Linked DNA regions of Triticum aestivum: region 2 is linked to region 1. The links are chromatin contacts, called in public Hi-C maps. All regions are on one chromosome and are shown on one strand. Each heading gives the region's core, a stretch centred on a gene start, on an enhancer-like site or on the middle of the called end of the contact. The rest is flanking DNA. Distances are from core to core; before and after follow the strand shown. Region 1 holds the start of LOC123165763 (peptidyl-prolyl cis-trans isomerase CYP59). Region 2 holds the start of LOC123164563 (protein JASON).

The links. A called contact is a pair of places that touch in the nucleus more often than the background predicts.
Region 2: a contact with region 1 is called in a Hi-C map of leaf, with 2.6 times the contacts expected there. The contact joins the promoter of LOC123164563 here to the promoter of LOC123165763 in region 1. A contact is called at or near these places in 3 of 5 Hi-C or Micro-C datasets (leaf and an unstated tissue).

Annotation. Positions count from the first base shown.
Region 1 is chr7D:577,792,343-577,796,993 of IWGSC CS RefSeq v2.1, reverse strand. It overlaps LOC123165763 (peptidyl-prolyl cis-trans isomerase CYP59), which reads left to right and starts at 3,045. Exons shown (of 14, transcript XM_044583484.1): 1 at 3,045-3,347; 2 at 3,979-4,083; 3 at 4,272-4,389; 4 at 4,482-4,532; 5 at 4,629-4,651. The coding sequence starts at 3,250.
Region 2 is chr7D:577,965,715-577,970,254 of IWGSC CS RefSeq v2.1, reverse strand. It overlaps LOC123164563 (protein JASON), which reads right to left and starts at 3,023. Exons shown (of 8, transcript XM_044582095.1): 1 at 2,793-3,023; 2 at 2,628-2,688; 3 at 2,436-2,509; 4 at 1,043-1,135; 5 at 900-970; 6 at 4-808. The coding sequence starts at 2,918.

The DNA of each region.
Region 1 (4,651 bases), core at 1,796-4,295:
TTCCTCCTCCAACGCCTTAGTCGTGCGGGGTGCTAGATCTGGAGTTTGACGGTGTGTTCGGGTGTTGCACCGGTCTGATTCGTTCAACGGTAATGGTTTCATCTTTGGTGAGCCACCTTGGAGGTCCGCAAAGCTGCATTTCAGCGATGGAGCCGCGTCGTGCTCGGGTGAGGAGGTGATCTGTAATGTTTTTCTTTGGTGGCTGCTCTGGTGGTGCCAGAGGCAGGTGACGAGCATTGGTGTCAAGCTCAATGGTTTCTTCAATCTTGATTGTAATTTTCTTTCTTGGTTGTTGTTCGTTTGTCCAAAGGCTAGCGTTCCGTTGCCTTTTCAGTTTTGTCAGGTCGATATGTACATGGCTTGTACTATGATCCTTATGATGTAAATGAAAACGTATTACGTTGCAAAAGACCATTACATTACATACATTAAATATATAGTCATTGTATGCATGCACATTACATGCATATTTGAGCCGTTTTATGTATTTACATTACACACAATGTTCGTGATCAAAGATCATGCGCATATATATCATCCCGGACACTTTGGGCGCGAGGCCTGACAAACTGAATGTGCCACAATCGTGCATTTCAAGGTGTAGCATGTCCAACTAGTTTTGCTTAGTACGGCGATGTAGAAACTATCAAGAACTTGTGCCCCCATGTTGCACCGTAGAGGGCGACTTCAGCCTTAACCCTATAGCCTCTCCCGTGTCTCTCCTTGCTGGCGTCAGCAGCCGCGAGGCCGCTACCGAGTGTTTGTCGTTCTATGAGTCTTAATGCACGGGAGCACTCTTTTTGTTTGTTTTGGTTGCGCTTTTCAAGTTCCCTTCCATGTGGGGCTCTCTTTTGGCATGCCTTTGGTGATGATGTAGTGCGGGGTTGTAGTTCCATGATGCATTGATTGTTTATGGCGCATCCTCGAGGTAGGTACCCCAAATAAATCTAGGGGATATGTGTGTGTGGGGGGGGGGGCAAATATGCCTCATGGTAGGTTTGGTGGTGGCCAGGCCTGACGCCAGGTGATGCGGAAAAGGGTGTCGGGTGTTGTTCGTGTGGGTATCGTTGATCAGGAGCTTAGCTTGGATCTGGTTTCAAATATTTGGAGAGTAGCACACGGTGAAGGTGGTGAGCTGTGGGGTGTGCCCATTGGTGCAAGTTGGAGGGGATCATGGCAACTCCAAGTGAAATATTGTGCAAGTATTGAATAGAACGAACTATAGCGATGCGCACTAGTACCATTGACATCAGTGGATGCATGCATGTGCGTCATTGCGACGTTGCTCTCCCCCATGGTCTTGGGTGACCAACCAATGGAGATGTTTATTGTTCCCACTCTTTGGACGTGGCTCGAAGCCGACTGTGGTTGGTGGATTGCTGACGAGGGGATATTTGGGCATCTACTTTGGATTATTTAGTGTGCAATGTGTGGCAACGACTGTGGTGGCAAGAAGAGTATGGTATTGGTCTGCCATTTTGTCACAAGGCCGGATGCGCAAATCGAAGTTGTCATGTCCCGAACACGGTGGTCCAAAATAAAATGAGTTCAGCATAGGAGGAATTGTATTGAAATTAAATAGGAGGTGGTGAGGTTCGAATGGGTTGTTTAGTCCACCACTTGTGGTACTAACCAAACCAATAAGAATACATACCTTTCTCAACATAGTTAGAATGATTGGTGTATTGGTGGTAGTTCATGATTGTTGAAATTGTTGTATTAACCACGACGGTGGTGACTATGTCATTTATGGATGGCCTCGATGGATAATTCTTCCCAACTTGTGTCAGTTTGTGATGATGGCACAGGTCATGTGGTGGTGCCTTTGTGTGGGGGTGCTATAGGTTTTGTTCTCACCGGTCTATCTTAAGCTAACATGCAACTTTTTTTGATTCACTGGTAAAAGGCAAAATAATTCACCAAGGTTCATGGGCCAAATTGGTCTGTGGGCCTAAGGCCCGGTACGCCAAGGCTCTTTGGGCATCTCGGATTCCGTCCAAAGTCTGCATTTTCCTGTGGCAGGCTGCTCAAGACCGTCTACCAACGGCCATCAATCTTAAAAAGTGTCATGACTAGAGCAATGGTTGGAGTGTTATGGGCGATGCGCCAGAGGGCACTAGTCACATCCTGTTCCGTTGTACCCCAGCTAAATTTCTCTGGAGTTGTGTCCGAGATTGCTTCAGATACAACCAGAATCCTAACTCTATGTTCGATATCCTTACACTGTTAAAATCCACCTGAGGTCAAGAACGACGTTTAGCTTGAAGAACATTTAGTGCCTCAGCTTGGACGCTTTGGACTACTCAGAATAAGTTGGCTACTGAGGGAACTATCCCATCCCACCATGCTAACTATATTTTCAAATGGTTTCTACTTATACACGGTTGCGGTTTCTAGGGAAGAGGAAGGGTAGTGATGCGGTGGCGAACATTCTTCTCAAGATCAAGCAGCTTCATACCTACCACAGGAGCTAGATCAGCCCGTCTCGGTGCCGTGCTAGTGCTCTTCTATGAGTCGCACCTTGTGTCCATGGGTTTTTATCTTTGCTTTACTTTCCATCCTTTCGATTCATGGTCTGTATGTACTTTGGTCATTATTGGCTTTATTTGTTTAAAACCGGGCACTTCTTGTGTTCGTTTCAAAAACAAATCGCCATCAAACTGGGAAACTAAAGCTCAAAAAATTGGAAATAAACTGGATCTCGAAGCAAAATTTGGATTGAATGTTAAATAATTTGAATCGAATATGGACGCTCTCAACAACCGAGCTAACTCAACACTTCCTACGATTAAAAAAAAAACCCTACTAGCCCTACCCTTTTCCCTCCTATTCTCTCTCAATATCGATGAAATTTTTGGTAAGCGGCCATGACGCTTGTGTACCCAAAGCATGAAGAACCTGCTCTCTGAATTCCCAACCGTCATGTTTCCAACGCAAAAAAATTCCAGCCGTCCGATCTTTCACGGACGGCATAGATCTACTGGATTCCATTCCAATTCTCCCAGCGACGTACTTTTCCAGAAAACCCTCTCGATTTTTTGCCTCTCCACACCAAGCCCTCCTCGGCGGGGATTGTTTCCAAGAAGTTAGGGTTGGGATTGTCACGGCGTGCCCTCCTCGGCGGCGCTCCGCCGGCGCCCGAATCCCCTCTCCAATCCCCAGCGCCACCAAACTCCCGCCGCCTCCTCGCCCCCCCCTCCCGCACCGCACCCGCCGCCGCCGTTCGCTTGCCGCCGGCGAGGGGCGAAGATGTCGGTCCTGATGGTCACGAGCGTGGGCGACATCGAGCTGGATCTCCACACCGACCTGTGCCCCCTCACCACCAAGAACTTCCTCAAGCTCTGCAAGTAAGCACCCTTACATAGAGCTCGTTCTCTGTGCGGTTTCTTTTGGTCTGTATGCGCCACACGGCCGGCTTCTAATTGATTGATTTCGTCTCTGATTAAGCGGGCAAGTTCGCTGCCAGTTTGGCTGTAGTTTAGTGTTGTGCGGTGCCTGGATTGATTCGAGATTGCCTGTAGCTGTAGGTGCGACTCGTGTGTCCCCGTAGCTCTGCGAGTCTTCCTCCGGTGCTCGTTTCTGGTTGCTTAGTGATACCGTGAACATCTTATATAAGGTCAGCTGCATTGGGGATCAGCGGATCGGCCTCTAATTTTACCTCATTTCAAGCAGGCGGAGCTCTAGTCGCCATCTGATGCTTAGTGCTGTTATGTTTGATTTCATAATTATCTATGACATTATCAGAACTGAATAGAGATTGTGCTGTGGGCCTTGTGTGCCTTATTGTGATGTAGCTCTTGTTTGTTTCTAGTGGCTTGTTTCCAACCTGCTGTAGTAGATTTAGGATTCCAGATTACAGTGATTATAGATGTGTCTGCTGTTCTTACCACACATAATGGACGGCAGGAGTTCATGGAGTGAGTTGATTATTAGTAATCAGGGTACTCATTCTTTGACATTATGCTTTGACTTAAACAGAATGAAGTATTACAATGGGTGTCTGTTCCACAAGGTGGAGAAGGATTTCTTGGCACAATCTGGAGACCCGACAGGAACTGGCAGTGGTGGTGATTCCGTGTACAAGTGAGCATTGTTTTACCAAACTCTCAATATATGTATTCCCCTCAATTTATGTTTTTGTGTGTGCGCGTGCGTGTGTGTTACTAAGCTCTGAACCATATAATTTGGTCTTTTGTGTTCGATATTTACTTGAATTTAGGCTGGCTACTACTGTCAAAGATATGTCTGAAAGCTGAATCTTCTTTCTCCAGGTACCTTTATGGTGATCAAGCTCGATTTTTCAATGATGAGATCCGTCCGGAATTAAGGCACTCAAAAACTGGCACTATTGCTATGGCAAGTGCTGGTGAGAATTGCAATGCCTCACAGGTACAATATTACAACGCTACCGATCTTTAATTTTTGAGGACATACGTCTGCCTGTTTTTAACTTCTTAATATCTATTTTTGATTTTTTTTAGTTCTACATCACCTTGCGGGATGATGTCGACTACCTTGACGACAAGCACACGGTTAGTAGTACCTTATTCACAGTTTTCTTTTTTCCGGCTGGGTGAGAGGTTGATAATTCCTTCAGTGAGTTCATCGTTTTGTTCTGTCAATTGCAGGTCTTTGGGACAGTTGCTGAAGG
Region 2 (4,540 bases), core at 1,774-4,273, 170 kb before region 1:
TACCTCCTTGTACTTGGTGGTCGTGTTTGGAATGCCATTGCCATCCCATGCCTTGGGAAACCTTGGAGTAGGGTTCTCGACATCTGCGTCCATCCCAGAAGCTGCCGTGAAGACGGGGCTCTCCGTGAAAAGTGTGTTCTCATCGCGCGGTTGGTCGGAAGCAGATGAAGTGACAACACCTTGATTCTCATTGTCTCTGGATGAAGGTTTTAGCCAGTGGGTCAGACTCATTGCAGCACGCTTTTCATCTGAATTTGATTTTGATAGAGCTCCACCATCCAATAGATCCAGGCTTCTGGTTTGGCACTTCGACTCCTCCGAAGGGGGTGATCCTTTTTCTTGGTATGAAGCATTCTCACTGGGAAAACTGAATGGCAGAGATTTTGAGAATCCCACCTTAGCGACTGAATTTGAAGAGGTCTGCTGCAGTTTCTTGATATGATCTGCTCCCAAATTTGCACGTTTTGGAGAACTGGAGGGCAGCATTGGTGAAGAATCGTCTGACGGTTCCACTTGCTGAAGCTTGTTCTCAATGGGTCTCAAGACAGGATAGACAAATTGTTTGCGGGTGCGCACACGCTTCCTAGACATAGTAGACCCTGTGTGTGAAGCATACATTGTTCCAGGGGTCTGCATATCATCTCTGAGAACCAAAGGTGTCGGGAAGGGTGAACCATTGCAGTCAGAGAACCTATTTTGCATGCTCCAGAATGGGGACTTATCACGGAGAACTGATCGAGGAACAGAATCAAGTGATTTATCTTGTGAAACTTCAAGTTTAGTCATCAAATCCTCCTCGCATTTGAAGCTGAAAGGTTGGCATAGACATCAATTATATAATATCATCAAACCATGTTAAAGAAAGTCCAAACACATAGGAAAAGTGGGTCAGTTATTACCATTCAGATGAATTAAGTCCGGATACTGATGTTCCTCCCATTGCAAGTGCATTGATGGACATGTCATCAGACTGCATATCCAAAAAGAAGGCATCAGAGATATGAAACTAATAAAAAAATTATTCCATAGATACTGTCCCCACCTCATTAGCGGATTCAGAATTACTTTCGTATGACACATTCCGAAGTTCAGCCGGGGTTTGCGATATTGTGCCATACAACTGGAGGTGAGCTGCCTGGGTGGATTTAAGAGCCACATGAAAATTTCAAATTAGGATAGAATATAAAAACGCCTCAGTTCTTGGAATATTTTACATACTCCCAAGCTCTGAAAACAAAGTCAGGTACTGCCAGAACGTAAAAAGTAAACAAATGCAGAAGATAAAAATATAAGAGATCATAACAGACTGTACATTTTGGTCAATAATACCAGCACCAGTGAGCTTTCCCAATAAGATAGGACTAGGAACGATGAAAAATTCTGGACTAAGCCCATATGTTCCAATGCTTAAAATAGAATTATTATCAGCAGGTGCAATGAGTAAAGCTCATGAACTCTTGAAAACATTGGATTTACTTATATAGCTACAAGACAATTAAAATGTAATTTTTACCGATATACTTTATGAAAATGCAAATGAAGCTGTGGGTATATTAGCTATCCCAGCCGCACATTTGCTTTCATGCAGTCAAAAAGGAACACAGGAAGGTTCTATCTTTTTTACCAGAACATATAAAAAGATGATTGACCATATACAACACCCAGTCCATGAAATTCCAGAACCATCCTTTTGTTTGGTCGTAACAAAGAACTAGCTATTTGCAGTGTGCATATGATAAAATACACTAACTAAAGCACTTGTAATGGAAAATTGTATGCCACAGGTTCACAGCTAGTAGGTACAGTGTGATATGGGTAAACCTAAACCCCTCCCTATAAATACAGGTACAATCAAATTCAATCTAAAGTGTTACCTTGTAGCAGATGGGTACCTAAAGGTAACAAATATTACAGTCAAAAAACGAAGCTAGATCCGCCGAACTACAATGGGACAGTCAAAATGGTCTTACACAAACATTCCCCACATGTGTGACTCAAAAGAGGGACATGTATTCATTCAGTTATTAGGCACTGTGTAAACTTAATCTCTCCATCTAAACTATCCACATACATTGTGCGCGTCGGGGAAATGCAGTAACACATATGCAATCACAACATCAGCCTGGAACCAGAATCTGACAGTCACTGTAACTGTAAGGAAGTGCACAACCATTCCCCACATCTGTGACCCAAAACAGGGGCAGAAGTTCACCTAGCTATCACTAGGCACTGTGTAAACTGTAATCTCTCCATCTAAACCATCCACATACATCATGCACATTGTGAAAACACAGGCGCAATCTGGAAACCTCGAGTTCTGAACCTAGAACTACAACCTGACAGACAGTAACAATAACCGCATAGCCATTCCATTCCTCACGCGTGTGACTGAAAAAGTAACAGAGATTCATTTAGCTGTGCTCCGGTAGGCATACCTCTCGCCTAAGCTCCTCGTCGGTGTCATCGCCATCTCGCAACTGCTCATTCGACCCTGTGCTCTCTGCAAAACCTGAAACAACACCACGCACACATCGAAACGAACGACGCAGGGGTCAACCACAGCACACCAATGACGAATCCATGAGGCCAAAATCGCAAATCCGACGGAGACAATCGAGGATACGAACCTTTCTCCTCGTCCGAGGCCGGGAGCGCCTCCCCTCCCCGGCCCTTGGGCACGAGCGGATCCTGCACAGACGCGAACGCACCAAAACATAAAATCATCACCGCCTGGGCTCGGAGCACGAACGAATCAAGGGGGAGAAGGAGAGGGAGAGATAGGGTTCGGTTACCCGGTGGGCGGAGGCGGGGCTGTCGTGGCCGGGGCGGCGGCGGAACCAGGAGAGGAAGCAGTCGACGAGGACGGCGTCGAAGAAGGCGACCACCGCCCTCACCAGCGCCTCCGCGCACCCGCACATCGGGGCTCCGCCGGGGGCCTAGGGTTCCGCCGCGCCGCCGCGGGATCGGGACGGGATGGGGACGGAGGCGAGTCGGCCGTTTGAAATGGGACACGAGGAGGAGAGGAGGAGGGGACCGGAGAGAGGTAGCCGTAGTGAGAGAAACTCGAAGAAGCCCGGGGCGGCGGGCCGGGCCCAGGGGGTTTCGGCCCGGTTCGTCGGCAGGGGGCTTTGTCACCGCGGCCCAGCTCTTCTGCCGTCATTACTGGGCCGTCCCGTGGTAATCTGCCTGGGCCGTAGATGCGTTCTTCTTTTTTTGCGAATAGGGCCGTAGATGCGTTCGGACAACGAACGAACGGGTCGCGGTCGCGGGCTGTGTGGTGCGATGGTTTGACCGCTGTGGTGGATTCGCCGGGTGGGAGAGAAGTCCGCCTCCAGAATGAGCGAGGAACACTGTAGACACGAGGAAAAATGGTTCCCGGACGCCGACTGTTCACCGGCCGCGGGGATTTCCTGCGGATTCCGGCGACGAACTCCGCGGAAAAAGATGTGGCTGCGAGCTGGGCTTGGCACCGCCTCTTTGACGTTGCGCCAAGGAGTAAAGAAAGAAGTTACGTGGGGATCCGCTTAAGTTACCTGTCAATTAACTCACCGCGTCCGGCCCCTTCTCCCCACCTTCCTGAACTTTCATTCGGAATAGGGCTAAATGGGTTAGATCACACGTTTCTCGTGTGTCATCACAATATTTGATTTTTATGTGCCGATCGACTAACTCGCATAAAAAGACGCGGCCGCGAGCTAGGCTTGGCACCGCCTCTTTGACATTGCACCAAGGAGAAAAGAAGTTACGTGAAGGATCCGCTCAAGTTACTTGTCAATTAACTTGCCGCCTTCTCTTCTCCCTCCCTTCCCGAGCTTTCACCTGGAAGCGGGTTAAATGGGTTAGAGCACACGTTTCGCGTGTGTCGTTGCAGTGTTTGAGTTTTATGCGCCGACCGGCTAGTTGCTCTAGTGCGTAGTGCATCGACTGGTTCGCCAAGGATTTAGTTCGGTGCGCCAAAGAGGCCTGGGGAGTTTCGGCCCGGTTCATCAGCAGGGCTTCGTCGCTGCGGCCCAGCTCTTCTGTCTCCACTAGGCCGTCCTTTGGTAATCAGCTTGGGCTGCAGATGCGTTCGGGCAACGAACGAATGGGTTGCGGTCGCGGGCTGGTATGATGCGACGTGATTTGACCGCTGTGGTGTGGATTTGGGTGGGAGGGAAGTCGGCGTCGAGAATGAGCGAGGAACACTGTTATCACGAGGAAAATAGTTCGGTGCGCCAAAGAGGCCTGGGGAGTTTCGGCCCGGTTCATCAGCAGGGCTTCGTCGCCGCGGCCCAGCTCTTCTTTCTCCACTGGGCCGTCCTTTGGTAATCAGCTTGGGCTGCAGATGCGTTCGGGCAAAGAACAAATGGGTTGCGGTCGCGGGCTGGTACAATGCGACGTGATTTGACCGCTGTGGTGTGGATTCGGGTGGGAGGGAAGTCGTCGTCGAGAATGAGCCAGGAACACTGTAGTCACGAGGAAAATTGTATCTCAGACGCCGACTATTCACCGGCCGCGGGGATTTCCTGCGGATTCCGGCGACGAACTCGCGGAAAAATAT